Regions from separate parts of the Sus scrofa genome. Here regions 2 and 3 are each linked to region 1. A link is a contact called in public Hi-C and promoter capture Hi-C data. All regions are on one chromosome and are shown on one strand. The core of a region is the stretch at or near the end of the contact, and the rest is flanking DNA. Distances in the headings are between cores, read along the strand shown. Region 1 holds the start of TAF7 (transcription initiation factor TFIID subunit 7). Region 2 holds the start of DIAPH1 (diaphanous related formin 1). Region 3 overlaps DIAPH1 (diaphanous related formin 1).

Region 1 (3,833 bases), core at 801-3,300:
AAGCAGAAAATAGGTTTCAGGACTGAAGGATGCAGATACTTTAGGGGAAACTTCAGTTGATCCTTTTAATTATCTCTGACAATCTTCCTTTTAAAGGTTTACTAACTGAAATACATCATACTTTTCATAACTCAGAACTGCAGAGAATTCACCTCAAGTTATTTTCTGTGACAAAGATATCTGAGCATCATAAAACTTAGACAATTAAAATGGACAGCAATATCTGGATTATTTTCATGTATAAGCATGGCCTCATGTTTTATAGGGTTAAAAAACATTATGCAGAGACTAGCATGTTAAACTTATATCTATGAAATAAGTTAAATATAATTCAAGGACAAGAACACTGGAAACTTTCACCTTCAAAAAGAGGGAACAGATCAGCCAAGAAATTATACATACATCAGCTAACATTCTTTATGCATTACAGAACAAAGAACTAAAGTACATCTGCATGACAGAAATCTACTCAATATTCTGTAATAAACTATATAGGAAAGAAAAAATAATTCAAAAAATTTTTAAAGTACAATTATGTGGAAGAGCATCATTTTCCTTCGATCTTAACATGAAAAAAACAAACTGGGAAATTCCCTTGCAGTGCAGCAGATTAAGGATAGAGCATTGTCCCAGCTGTGGCACAGGCTGCAAGTGCAATGTGTTGGATAGCCTTGGCCAGGGAACTTCCACACGACCCAAGTATGGCAAAGCCGTTTAAATTCCACCAGGTGATACACAGTATCACAGTCTACCACAACCAAAGGGATACGTTCACACAAGCTAGATGCAAACCTCTCCCCTCATAACAATTGGCACCATCCTTGACTGGAGAATAAATGTATATTAAATGGCTCTATCTCATTTTAAGGTGATATAGAATGTATTTTCTCTCTCAAATTGTTAGAGGATTTAGATTATATTTGTTTTTTTCTGGATGGAGCCATTGTTTCATTCAAATAGCAAATGTTTTCCATCTTCCACGTTTGGATACTCGGCACTGGAACCAAATGTACATGGTATCACATCCCTGATTAACATGGAGCTTCCAATCTTGAATGAGGGAGACAATAAATAAAGAAATAAAGTGAATTTTGTAAATGTTAATCACATTTTAAGTGAGTTCTCAAACTTAGGTGTTAATATTCTAGAGGACAGGAATTAAAATTTTAATGACTCTGATACTCTACCAAAATGATCCTATTAAAAAAATAAATGGAAATGAATAGGATGAGTGTAAACGGTTACAAAGTATATAAATACATGTTGAAGAATACCTGACCACCTGAAGAACATGTTAGGCCAAAGTATATAAATACATGTTGAAGAATACCTGACCACCTGAAGAACAGGCAAGTAGAAAACAGTTATCCAAACAGCGGAGGCAGAATTTAAAAATTCCAAACTAATTTAAAAATTACTGGCAAATGTGCGGCAGGGAGTAATAACTTCAATTCTATTCTACTTTAATCAGACCATTCATCTTTCAGAAAACTGTCCTAAATGAATATGGGCCTCCAGAAGAACATCACCTTCTCTGTCTACGTGTATAACGACGTCCAAAACATTAAGAAGAGGAATCACCCCTGTTTCCTCAGGGTATCTTCAAACAGAAACGGACCCTGAGTCATGGGCTCCTTATGGACATTTTTCACAGTCAATACACATACTTAGAATTACGCAGTGGGCGGCAAGTCCTTACTCCACTGATTTGTGTATTTAAAATCCACTGCATGTTTGGTTATGAATTCTTGTAGCGACTCCAGAGTGGATATAGCCTAGGGAGCACCTGAGTTGTTTCCAGAAACAAAGACGCATTCCGCACGGACGCCCTATCTCCGGCAACTATCTGGAAGCCTAGGAGCTATCCGGCCGCAGGGCGATTCGATAAAAGTTCTGGCTTAGCGGGGTCAGGATCGTATCCTCTAAGTATTTCCAAACCGATAGCTCTTTATGAAAGTCTCATTCTTATCGCGTAAAGCCAAATTCTCGCGAGATGAGAGTTCACGCTGGCCAACGTAATTGCACGTTGCGCCTGCGCGCGCCGGGGCCCGCCCCAACTTCCGCCAGAAGCCTGCCGTCACTCACAGCCGCCTCCCGCCCAAGCGGTGACGTAGCATCCTTTTCCGCTAGATCTGCGCTCCAGACGGAGTTCCACAGAGCTTGGGAGCTGCTGCGCTGCCGAGCTGCTTCTTTGCCGCGCTGCCGAACTGCTCCGCTGCCGAGCTGCTGAGCTGCAGAATCTGGCGCTTGGAGCTGCGAATCTCGGCGAGATTTCGCGTTGCCCATCCTGATCCATTTTACTGATCTGATAATCATTAGCGGATCGCTTTGCCAAGAGCTGGGAAGAACAAAGGAATCGGGAAGGAGACGCTGGGCCCCGGCCACTTTGCTGCGAGTGGCTTCCTTTTCCTTTCGCTTCGGTCCGGAGAGACTGGATTTATAATCGTCACTGGATTGTAAGTACCCGAGGCGAAGAGAGCTCACTACGCCCCGCTTCTTGAATATCTTTGTTCCGGGAGAGTTTGTGCATTGAAAGTTTCTGCTGCGCCTTCCTTTCTGTGCCAAAAATCCTTCCGTAGGAGCGGCCATTTGCTTTCCTGCTAGCTAGCTCTCCCTGGTGGCTGCAGCGGCATCTAGAGGTTGGAACTTGGCATTGCAGCTAATAGATTTAAAAGGACTTAATAAGTGTTTGTAACCACTGGTATTCAGTCACAGCGTCTTTAGAAAGACTTGGGCCTTAATTCACAATAGACGCTTAGGTGCTTTTCTACTTAGAGCTTTTTGTACTTAAAGACTTCAATTTATGACGAACTAGTCTTTCTGTTGACATAGCCGGAACTTTTTAGTCCAACAAGTGGTTGATAGAGAAAAAGTGAGTCACAGAGAAATAAAGATGAGTAAGAGCAAAGACGATGCTCCTCATGAACTGGAGAGCCAGTTTATCTTACGCCTACCTCCGGAATATGCCTCTACGGTGAGGCGGGCAGTACAGTCTGGCCATGTCAACCTGAAGGACAGACTGACAATTGAGTTACACCCCGATGGGCGTCATGGAATCGTCAGAGTGGACCGGGTCCCACTGGCCTCAAAATTGGTAGATCTGCCCTGTGTTATGGAGAGTTTGAAAACCATTGATAAAAAAACCTTTTACAAGACAGCTGATATCTGTCAGATGCTCGTCTCTACAGTTGATGGTGATCTCTATCCCCCTGTGGAGGAACCAGCTGCTACTGCTGATCCCAAAGCAAGCAAGAAAAAGGATAAGGACAAAGAGAAGAAGTTTATATGGAACCATGGAATTACTCTGCCTCTAAAAAATGTCCGAAAGAGAAGGTTCCGAAAGACAGCAAAGAAGAAGTACATTGAGTCTCCGGATGTGGAAAAAGAAGTGAAGCGCTTGCTGAGCACAGATGCCGAAGCTGTCAGTACCCGCTGGGAAATAATTGCTGAAGATGAAACAAAAGAAACAGAAAATCAAGGCCTTGATATCTCTTCCCCAGGAATGTCTGGCCACAGGCAGGGCCATGACTCACTGGAACACGATGAGCTTCGGGAGATATTCAATGACCTCAGCAGCAGCAGTGAGGATGAAGATGAGACACAGCATCAAGATGAAGAAGATATAAACATCATCGACACGGAGGAAGATCTGGAAAGGCAGCTACAGGACAAGCTCAATGAATCAGATGAACAGCACCAAGAAAATGAGGGAACCAATCAGCTGGTGATGGGAATTCAGAAACAGATTGATAACATGAAAGGCAAGCTCCAAGAGACCCAGGACAGGGCAAAGCGACAGGAGGATCTGATCATGAAGGTGGAAAATCTGGCTC
Region 2 (3,833 bases), core at 690-3,189, 320 kb before region 1:
AAACCACTGCACCACGACGGGAACTCCGTGGGAATGTTCTTAATTCTTGCTAGCTGTCTGTGCACGAAGAGCGAGGAGATGGGTTAATATGTATATAATAAAAATCATGGTAAACATTCATTCTGCACGTACGTTACCTTAGGACATGTGTATATTATTCCATGTGGATGATCTTCCTTGTATGTGGAGGGTTAACAGAGCATTCTAGTCAAGAGTTAGACAAACCTGGGCAGAGCAGTTACTTGAGGAGGAGTCGATTCAGGTGTTGGACGCTAGGTGTTGGGAATGGTGATGCTGATTGCTGAACGAGCACTGAGAGGAAACATGCCAGGTCCTGAGCCTGCTGTAAGCAGTTGCTCATTATCTTCATTGTCTTTGTGAAAAATGATGCCAAATACTGTGGTAGCCACAAACACGGACTCTTCCCTGGAGGCGTTTCCAGTCCAGCAGGGAGTGAGATAAATGCTGTGGTAGGTGTAGACGGGGGACAAGAAAGAAGAGTCATAGTTGGATCACTTCGGCCATGCTTTGATTCTGTCTGTTTCTCAACATTTTCGCTTAGAAAGTAGCTTTTGAACTCTTTTGGACAAATTGAGTTCAAGGTGTGGGCCGGACAGCTCTATGCAACTCTCCATCAAGCAATTAGAAAGTGAAGGAGAGATGAAGGTCAGATTTAGGAGCCAGCCAGCTTGACAGCGTCCCTGTAACACGCCAGACCCTAGACTGAGCACCGGGGGCTTCCTAGCGAGTGAGTCACTGACTCTGCCCTCCTGGAACATACAGTTGAAATCTCGCCAATTGTGGGCAAGATAAGTCAGTCCAGACTTTGAGGGCCCACTGGGTGCCACCTGCTTTTCACTTAGGGGACAGATGTAGCTGGGACAATAGATGAAATTAATGAGGGAGGAACGAAGCTAGTAGGGCAAAGAACAAGCTTGGGGAACACCTGTTCTTTTTCCTCAGGTTTGGTTTATGTCCGTAGGGAATCCTGGCTGGACATAGATTGGCAGTCAAACTAAACTGGTTTTAATTTTTTTTTTAATCACTTAATTATGTGTCCTAGGGCAAGTCACTTAAACTGTGAGCGTCCAAATTTCCTACCTTTACAATGGTATGCCTAGTGGAATCTATCACGTGGCATAGTGAGGATTCAGCAAGAAAATAAGGGCAGCGTTTTTGCATAGCGTCTGGCCTGGCACAAGTACGTGGTAAATGGCTGGCTATTGTTAAGGCTCAGGCACACGAGGCAATAACCAGTGTCTCCAGATTAGACACACAGAAAGTAGCAGGCCTGAGATTTAGAACTAGGTGATCTACCTCCAGAGCTAGCTGAGTTCAGTCTAGCACTGGCCCTGGACATAGCTTTCAGTAGATGGTGGCTGTGGCTTTTTTTCACGTGCTCCATGGCTATTGCACAGGTTAAAACTGGATTATCTTAGAAAGCCTGGCAATACATTTTCTGCCGAGATAACAGTCTCTCTTTTGCGATTTTTGGTTCAGAGAATCACATTTTGGTCTGGGGTGTGAGAGGGTCCAGGCTTTACAGCCACGTGGGCACTGTGTGTGGGAGCAGGGAGGCCTGCGCCTCTCCAACCGCCAGGGGGCGCCGACCGGAGAGCGACACCGCCTCCTCACCACCCCCCCACGTGGGTCCGAATGGTTAGGCCCGCCGGGCAGGTAGTGCGCTTCCGCGGCCTCCCCCCCCACTTCCTCCGTTGGTAGGGGCTGCGGGTCCGGGCGGAAGTGGGGCAGGCGGGCGGGAGCGAGGCGTCGCCGTTGTATATTCATGAGGCGCGCGCAGCCCGGCATGCTAATGAGGCGGGGCGCGGCGGCGGGCTGAGGAGCTGCGGGGCGGCGGCGGCGGCGGCGGCGGCGGGCTTGGAGCTGCGGGGCGGGAGCGGCGTAGGCGCGGGGTCAGGAGCCAGCGCGAACCTGGACATGGAGCCGCCCGGTGGGGGTCTGGGGCCCGGCCGCGGGACCCGGGACAAGAAGAAGGGCCGCAGCCCGGACGAGCTGCCTTCGGCAGGCGGCGACGGCGGCAAATCCAAGAAATTTGTGAGTGTCCCTCCCACCTGGTTCCCTCAGCCTGGCCCCGTAACCGCCCTCCGGAGCCCGGAGACCCTCGCTGCCGGCCCCAGGGGCGCACGCCGGTCCCTAGGGAGCCGCCCCCGCGTCTCCCTTCCTGGTTTTGCTGGGTCCTGGGCTCCGCAGCCCGACCTCCTACCGCGCCGGGACGTCGGGGAGCCCCGGAGTCCCCCCCTCGGCTGCTGTCCCGGCCACCTCGGGGCTCCCTTCACCCCCGACCCCCCGCCAAGCCCGCACGCTCTGCCCTCCGCCCCCACGGCCCCGGCCGCCCTCGGCCCCATCTCTCCCCTCGGAGCCCACTTCCTTTCTTCTTCCTCTTGTTACCCGAACACGCCTTCTCTACCTCGATGCGCTGTGCTTGTCTGGGTCCATTTTCTCTTATTACCCTCCCCCCCTCCCTTTTGGTATTCTCTTTATTTGCGTCTCCAAAGGTCACTTCCTTCCCCAAGATTGATCTCTTTCACCTGCTAACTTTCCTCCCGCCCAGTCCCCTCTCTGGGCCCTTAGCCCAGTGTCACCTGATAATCCTTCCTCTCTGGAATGTTACCTGACTTGGGCCCTCCCTTCCCTCCTCCCTGGACGTCCGGCCTTGTGCTCGCAGGAGTGGGTACCTGCCCAGTTCCTCTGGTCACTGGGCATAACCTTCGTTGGCTTCCCGTATCGCCCTGCCCTGAGAATCTGTCCCTTTGCCCTCTTGCTGACCACTTTTCAGGGGGTTAGAACTTCTGAATAAGCCCTTCTTGACTTGGGATGGTGACACATCTCCCCCAAGGGGAGGAAGTCAGACTTAAAAGGCCGAGAAGCTTGTGAGGATCTAATTGAATTGCCGAGTCTGCGTTACCCCTGATAACCCGCCTGGGCTCTTCCGCCACCTCCTGTGCCCCAAGGCCCCTTCACGTCCCTTTTCCTACTCGTAGAAGAGTGTAGTTTTCCTTAGGTGCCACTTACTTCCAGTCTGAAAGAGTGTTGATATTCAGGTAACACTGCCATGTTTCATTAGCTTTGCACACCCTGAAGCTTCTTTTTCCCTCGTCTCTCCAGGGAGGTTTTGTTGGCTTTTTGCTGTAGAAGCTTTGAAAGTTATGGGGCGCTGTCCATGAGAGGGGGAAGTTTGGGATCTTCATAACCATTTGCTAGTTGAAACTGGAGTTAGGTAGTCCGCTCTCTCCAGTAATTACGCCCCCACCCCAGTAGCTCTGCTAACCCAGTGGTTTCTCACTTTTTCCTCTTTTCTCCTATTCCCCCCCCCCCCCCCCCGCGCCTTAGCATTCTGACCCAACTCCACAAGTTTTGGGGAAAAAAACTGATACAAAGTGATGGAAACAGGAAGAAAATATTGTTTTGGGACCTAGAGGGTTGAGATGTGGGGAGTATTAAACAATTAAAATAGTGACTCATCTCTTCCTACCTATTTCTAGCAAGACAGGTGCTTCTGGACTGTCCTTTCCAGGGCCTGTAGGCTGTCAGTCACTGCCTGTTTTTATCTGGCAAATGCCCTCCCCTTATCCTCCCCGATCCCTCCCTAGACATGCAGGTTTAATAGTAGGGACAGCCTTTCCCCCACGGTGACCAAAACAACATTCCCCTTGGTTTCTTTAGGGCAAGAATGACCCTTTAGTTAGTTAGGGAGCTTTCCTTCTAAGCCTTAGGTTCAGAGCCCATATTCCTTCTCTTTCTGTATCATTTTGTTTTGCTTTTGTTTCCATGGGTACAGTGTGACCTTCCTCACCCGATTCCAGCTATTCTTG
Region 3 (3,833 bases), core at 931-3,430, 260 kb before region 1:
TTAGCAGGATGTTCTGAAGACGTTTTCTGGCATCAGTGAGGAAGCTGGGAAGCGTGTAGGTCCTGACCAGGCTGGAGACCCGGCTGGTTGTTCTCTCCCCATGAGACCTGGAGTTCGCAGGGCTCAGAGATGTGTTGGAAGAGGACTGGGGTGAGAGGGAAATGTCGGGGAAGGCTGGGCTTTGCGAAGAATGATCCAGTGCTCCTTGGCTTCACACTGGAGCCCAGCACTGCGGCCTCAAGGAGAAAGCACTGGCCTCATTGGGAGTCGCTGGGTCGGAACTTGCTTCTCTGCTGGCGTGGGTCAGCTCCAATTCCAAACACGAGGGGGTAGACGGGCTAGTTTTCAGGGAGCAGAGGGGGGGTGTCTCCACTACAGAATGTTGCTGTTTCCTCGGGGGCTTTTCTTTCTGCTTCTCTATTATCTGTTTCTCTCTGTAGGTAACAGGTGATTTAGAAGTCAAGATGATAAGAAAACAAGGTCTCATTCCCAGCCATCCATTCATCCACCCAACCACCCCTCCCTCTCTTCTAGAAGTCACTATTGTTATTTATCTCACTGTTTTTGGAAAACACAATCCTAGCAAATGCTAACGCAGATTCTCTCCCCCCCCTTGCCGAAAGGCCACGTGCTGTCTGTGCTGTGGTTTACCTCGCTGTTACATCCTGGGGGGTTTTCCTACAGGGCCTGGAGGTCTTTCTCATTAAAAAAAAAAAAATCCAAATTAAAATGTTTAGTTGTCACTTTTGCAGTGAACCCTAGGATCAAACAGCAATCTGTATGGTAGTGAAGTAGCCTTCGTTTGGGGGCACAGCCCCTGCAGGGAGCCTTTTGATCAGACCGCGTCTTAGAGCACGCGTGGCCTCTGGCTCTCCCTGCGCGCGCTGCAGACTCCCTCGTGTAGTGACTGACCAGCTGGTTGCTCACCCACCCCGAATGTCCCGCACTTGGCGCAGAGCTTACAGCCCACATGGTGTGGGCAGGAGAGACCTGACCGTTGCCGCTGAGGGGCCTTGCAGATGTCAGCCGCTGGCGCTGGGACACCACCCATAAAAGACTGTGGTCTTCAAAGGGAAGGGGTCCCTCACCCCGTGTTTTCCTTGCTTTTCCCACTCAGTCTGTGTCCTGGAGATGGTTGCTGGAGAACTTCGTACCCTGTCCCGTCTTAAGACTCTCCATCACCTTCAGAGCAACGTGGAAGAAAGCTCATGATTCAGTCTTAGGGGAGGAGAGCTGGAAATGGTTGTATGCAACCCTCACTGCCGTTGTGCTTTGCGGAAAAAACTGCCGACGTAAAAGCCTGGAGGGGACTATTCTGGAATACTGTAGCAGATTTTCGTTAGGGTGCTAGATTGCTTTTCCTTCAGCCCTTCTGTGCTGTGACCATCTTCTCTTTATAATGGCAAAGACAGAAGGGGTAAGAAGGAAATTTGCTGGTGTCGAGGATGCTTGAAAAGGGGCTTTCTCGAAGTATTCGGACCTAATTAATTTGTGCGCAAGGCAGAGTGCTAACCCCCAGTTCTGCAGAGCAGGAAACGGCATCCTTTCCCTCGCCCTCCCTATTGGTCCAAGCCACTTCCCTCTGAAAAATCGATCACAATTTAAAAAGCTTTTGTTCTTCCCTCAGCTCCTGGGGTAAGAGAACCTCAGTTACACAGCAAAAGGGCCTGGGTAACCTGTGCCCCCAGGACGATACAGAGGTAGTCCTGATCCCGCACCAGTCCCATCTCTGTTGCAAAAGTCAGTGCTTTTTCTTTGGGATCTGTTAGATGAGAGGATAGGACACGCCCTTGCCTGTCATTCTGTCTGTGTTTAAATTTCCTTTTTGCAAGGAAAACAACTGGAATCCTTCCGAGAACTATGTCCCCCCTTTGCTGCTCTGCTCCCGTTCTGCCTGCATTTCACTTTGCAGCCACGGGGCGAGCGCAGTTGAGCTATTTTGGCTCAGGTTCCAGTTTGTGAGGTCAGAGCCCAGGGATTGGAGCGGACTGTCAGGTGACTTGCTGTAACAGCGATGACGTCCCGCCCTCACCCCACCCCTTCTCCCCCCTCCTTCCCCACCCTTTCCTGGCTTCCTCCTCGGGAACAAAGAAGGGAAAAAAACAGCAGTGTGACGAAAACCAGCAGCTGCATCTGCAGACGCGGAGCGGGGGCGGGGGGGGGGGGGGGGGGCTGGGTGTTTTCCGTCTGTGCTGTTTGTGGTGCTCTTACCCCGCTCCGCCCCTCCCAGTACCCAGGATGAAACGGGGGGGGGGGGGGATTTCTGGCATCCTTTGCTGCAGAGAATGGCTTGGAAATCCGCAGTTTACTCCATATTTAGGTAGGCAGGCGGGGGTGAGGCTGAGCAGGGATTAAAACTGCTCCCAGCACCTAAAAAAAAGATGAAGGTATTTTGTTGTCTCATTCCATTTTATCCAAGAGTACCCGTTTCATGTCTGTGACAGAGGCTCATCACCTGTTCTTTCTAAGGAGGAAAATGATGCCTAAAAGGTACCATCTTCATCTTGTGACAAATATGAAGTATAGTGTAAACCTGAACTTTGCCTGTTGAGATCTCATAGCAAGTAAATACCAAGCCAAGACCTGACCCCAGATCTGTTGAGCTCAGAGCCCAGCATTACTGAAGGTCATGGCAGGAAGGCAGGAAGGTTCAGGAAAACCCGATAGGCCCACTGCCGGGGGCTGTCCTGGCACGGGGCCAGTGCCCTTTGCTTTTCGCCAAGGACCAGTGTCCTGATTTATTTCTTCCACAAAGAAATCTCGAGGTATAAAAGGAGATGGAAGGGGACACATGGATGAAAAGAAGCTAAAAGTATGTCAACCCCTTACTTAGATCCTGCTTCATTTTTCGAAGGAGAGGAAAGGCTTTCAGCGCCTCATTTCGATGCCTTTTCTCTGCCCCTTTCACCCTCCTGCTCCCTAAACCTGTCTCAGCCTTTTGCTGACTCGCTCAGGGCAGAGCCCGTCTTTCTAGCCCTCCGTCCACACGCCCTTGCTGAGTCACTCTCCTGGGTGTGCTGGGAAGCGTCCCGGCGGAGCTTCAATGGCCGTATTGTCTGAATGGTAGGATGCCTGTGAAGTGCCCGATTCAGAATATGGGTGCGTGTCTGCCACCCTTCCCACTCCAGTTTGGCCCCTTGTGTGGACTCGCAGCACCTCGTTCTTTGGGATTCCTGACTTGCAGGTTTCCTTCTCCCTTTCGGCCAGTTTGCTCTGTCCTTCCTTACAGCTGCACCCCTGCCGGCCCACGTCTGTGGGGTTCAGCACACAGCTCTTTGTTTTGGCCAAAAGGTCAGTGATGGGGATCTGATTCCCTTTGGGTAACTGGCATGCTGTTTCTCTAGCCGCGCGCGCGCGCGCACACACACACGCACCTGCTGTGGTGTGTACCTCCAAATGCCTTTGAGATGCTGCATTTTTCCTCCATGAACATTACAGCTGTGAGAAATACAAAGTAGAAAGCCTCCACGTGGGCGGCAGCTTCTTCTTCTTTATTTTTAGGGCCGCACCCGCAGCATACGGAGGTTCCCAGGCTAGCGGTCCAGTCAGAGCTACAGCTGCCGGCCTACACCACAGCCACAGCAACACCAGATCCGAGCCGCGTCTGCGACCTACACCACAGCTCATGGCAACACGGGATCCTCAACCCACCGAGTGAGGCCAGGGATCGAACCCGCAACCTCACAGCTCCTAGTCTGATTCATTTCTGCTGCGCCACAACGGGAACTCCAGGCAGCTTCTTACGTTAGTACCGGATAGGGCCCTCTTGCCAGACTCACAGACTTCATGTGGGCCTTCACAGACGTGGCTTACTGTCCGCCCCACAGGGCTGG

What was found. Promoter capture Hi-C pulls out the DNA fragments that hold promoters and counts their contacts. A called contact is a pair of places that touch in the nucleus more often than the background predicts.
Region 2: a contact with region 1 is called in a Hi-C map of skeletal muscle, with 7 times the contacts expected there. The contact joins the promoter of DIAPH1 here to the promoter of TAF7 in region 1. A contact is called at or near these places in 1 of 47 Hi-C or Micro-C datasets (skeletal muscle) and 2 of 2 datasets of contacts at active chromatin or transcription factors (alveolar macrophages and skeletal muscle).
Region 3: a promoter capture Hi-C map of liver shows a contact between it and region 1, with 10 times the contacts expected there. The contact joins the enhancer-like site here to the promoter of TAF7 in region 1. A contact is called at or near these places in 4 of 5 promoter capture datasets (fetal liver, fetal skeletal muscle, liver and 1 more), 18 of 47 Hi-C or Micro-C datasets (alveolar macrophages, blood, brain and 11 more) and 2 of 2 datasets of contacts at active chromatin or transcription factors (alveolar macrophages and skeletal muscle).

What each region holds. Positions count from the first base shown.
Region 1 is chr2:142,950,828-142,954,660 of Sscrofa11.1, reverse strand. TAF7 (transcription initiation factor TFIID subunit 7) reads left to right here and starts at 2,050. Exons shown (of 1, transcript XM_005661764.2): 1 at 2,050-3,833. The coding sequence starts at 2,894. It overlaps LOC100515772 (protocadherin gamma-A1), which reads right to left and starts at 1,986. Exons shown (of 3, transcript XM_021084925.1): 1 at 1,787-1,986.
Region 2 is chr2:143,269,100-143,272,932 of Sscrofa11.1, reverse strand. It overlaps DIAPH1 (diaphanous related formin 1), which reads left to right and starts at 1,939. Exons shown (of 27, transcript NM_001258435.1): 1 at 1,939-2,055. The coding sequence starts at 1,939.
Region 3 is chr2:143,209,313-143,213,145 of Sscrofa11.1, reverse strand. All of the region lies in intron 17 of DIAPH1 (diaphanous related formin 1), which reads left to right. Among named protein-coding and RNA genes, the nearest start is that of DIAPH1, 60 kb to the left of the region's middle. Within about 2 kb of position 2,180, at least 68 of the 83 cell types and tissues checked have an H3K27ac peak or open chromatin away from gene starts, as enhancers often do. A contact at or near this core is called in alveolar macrophages, brain, fetal liver and 7 more, where this site is marked.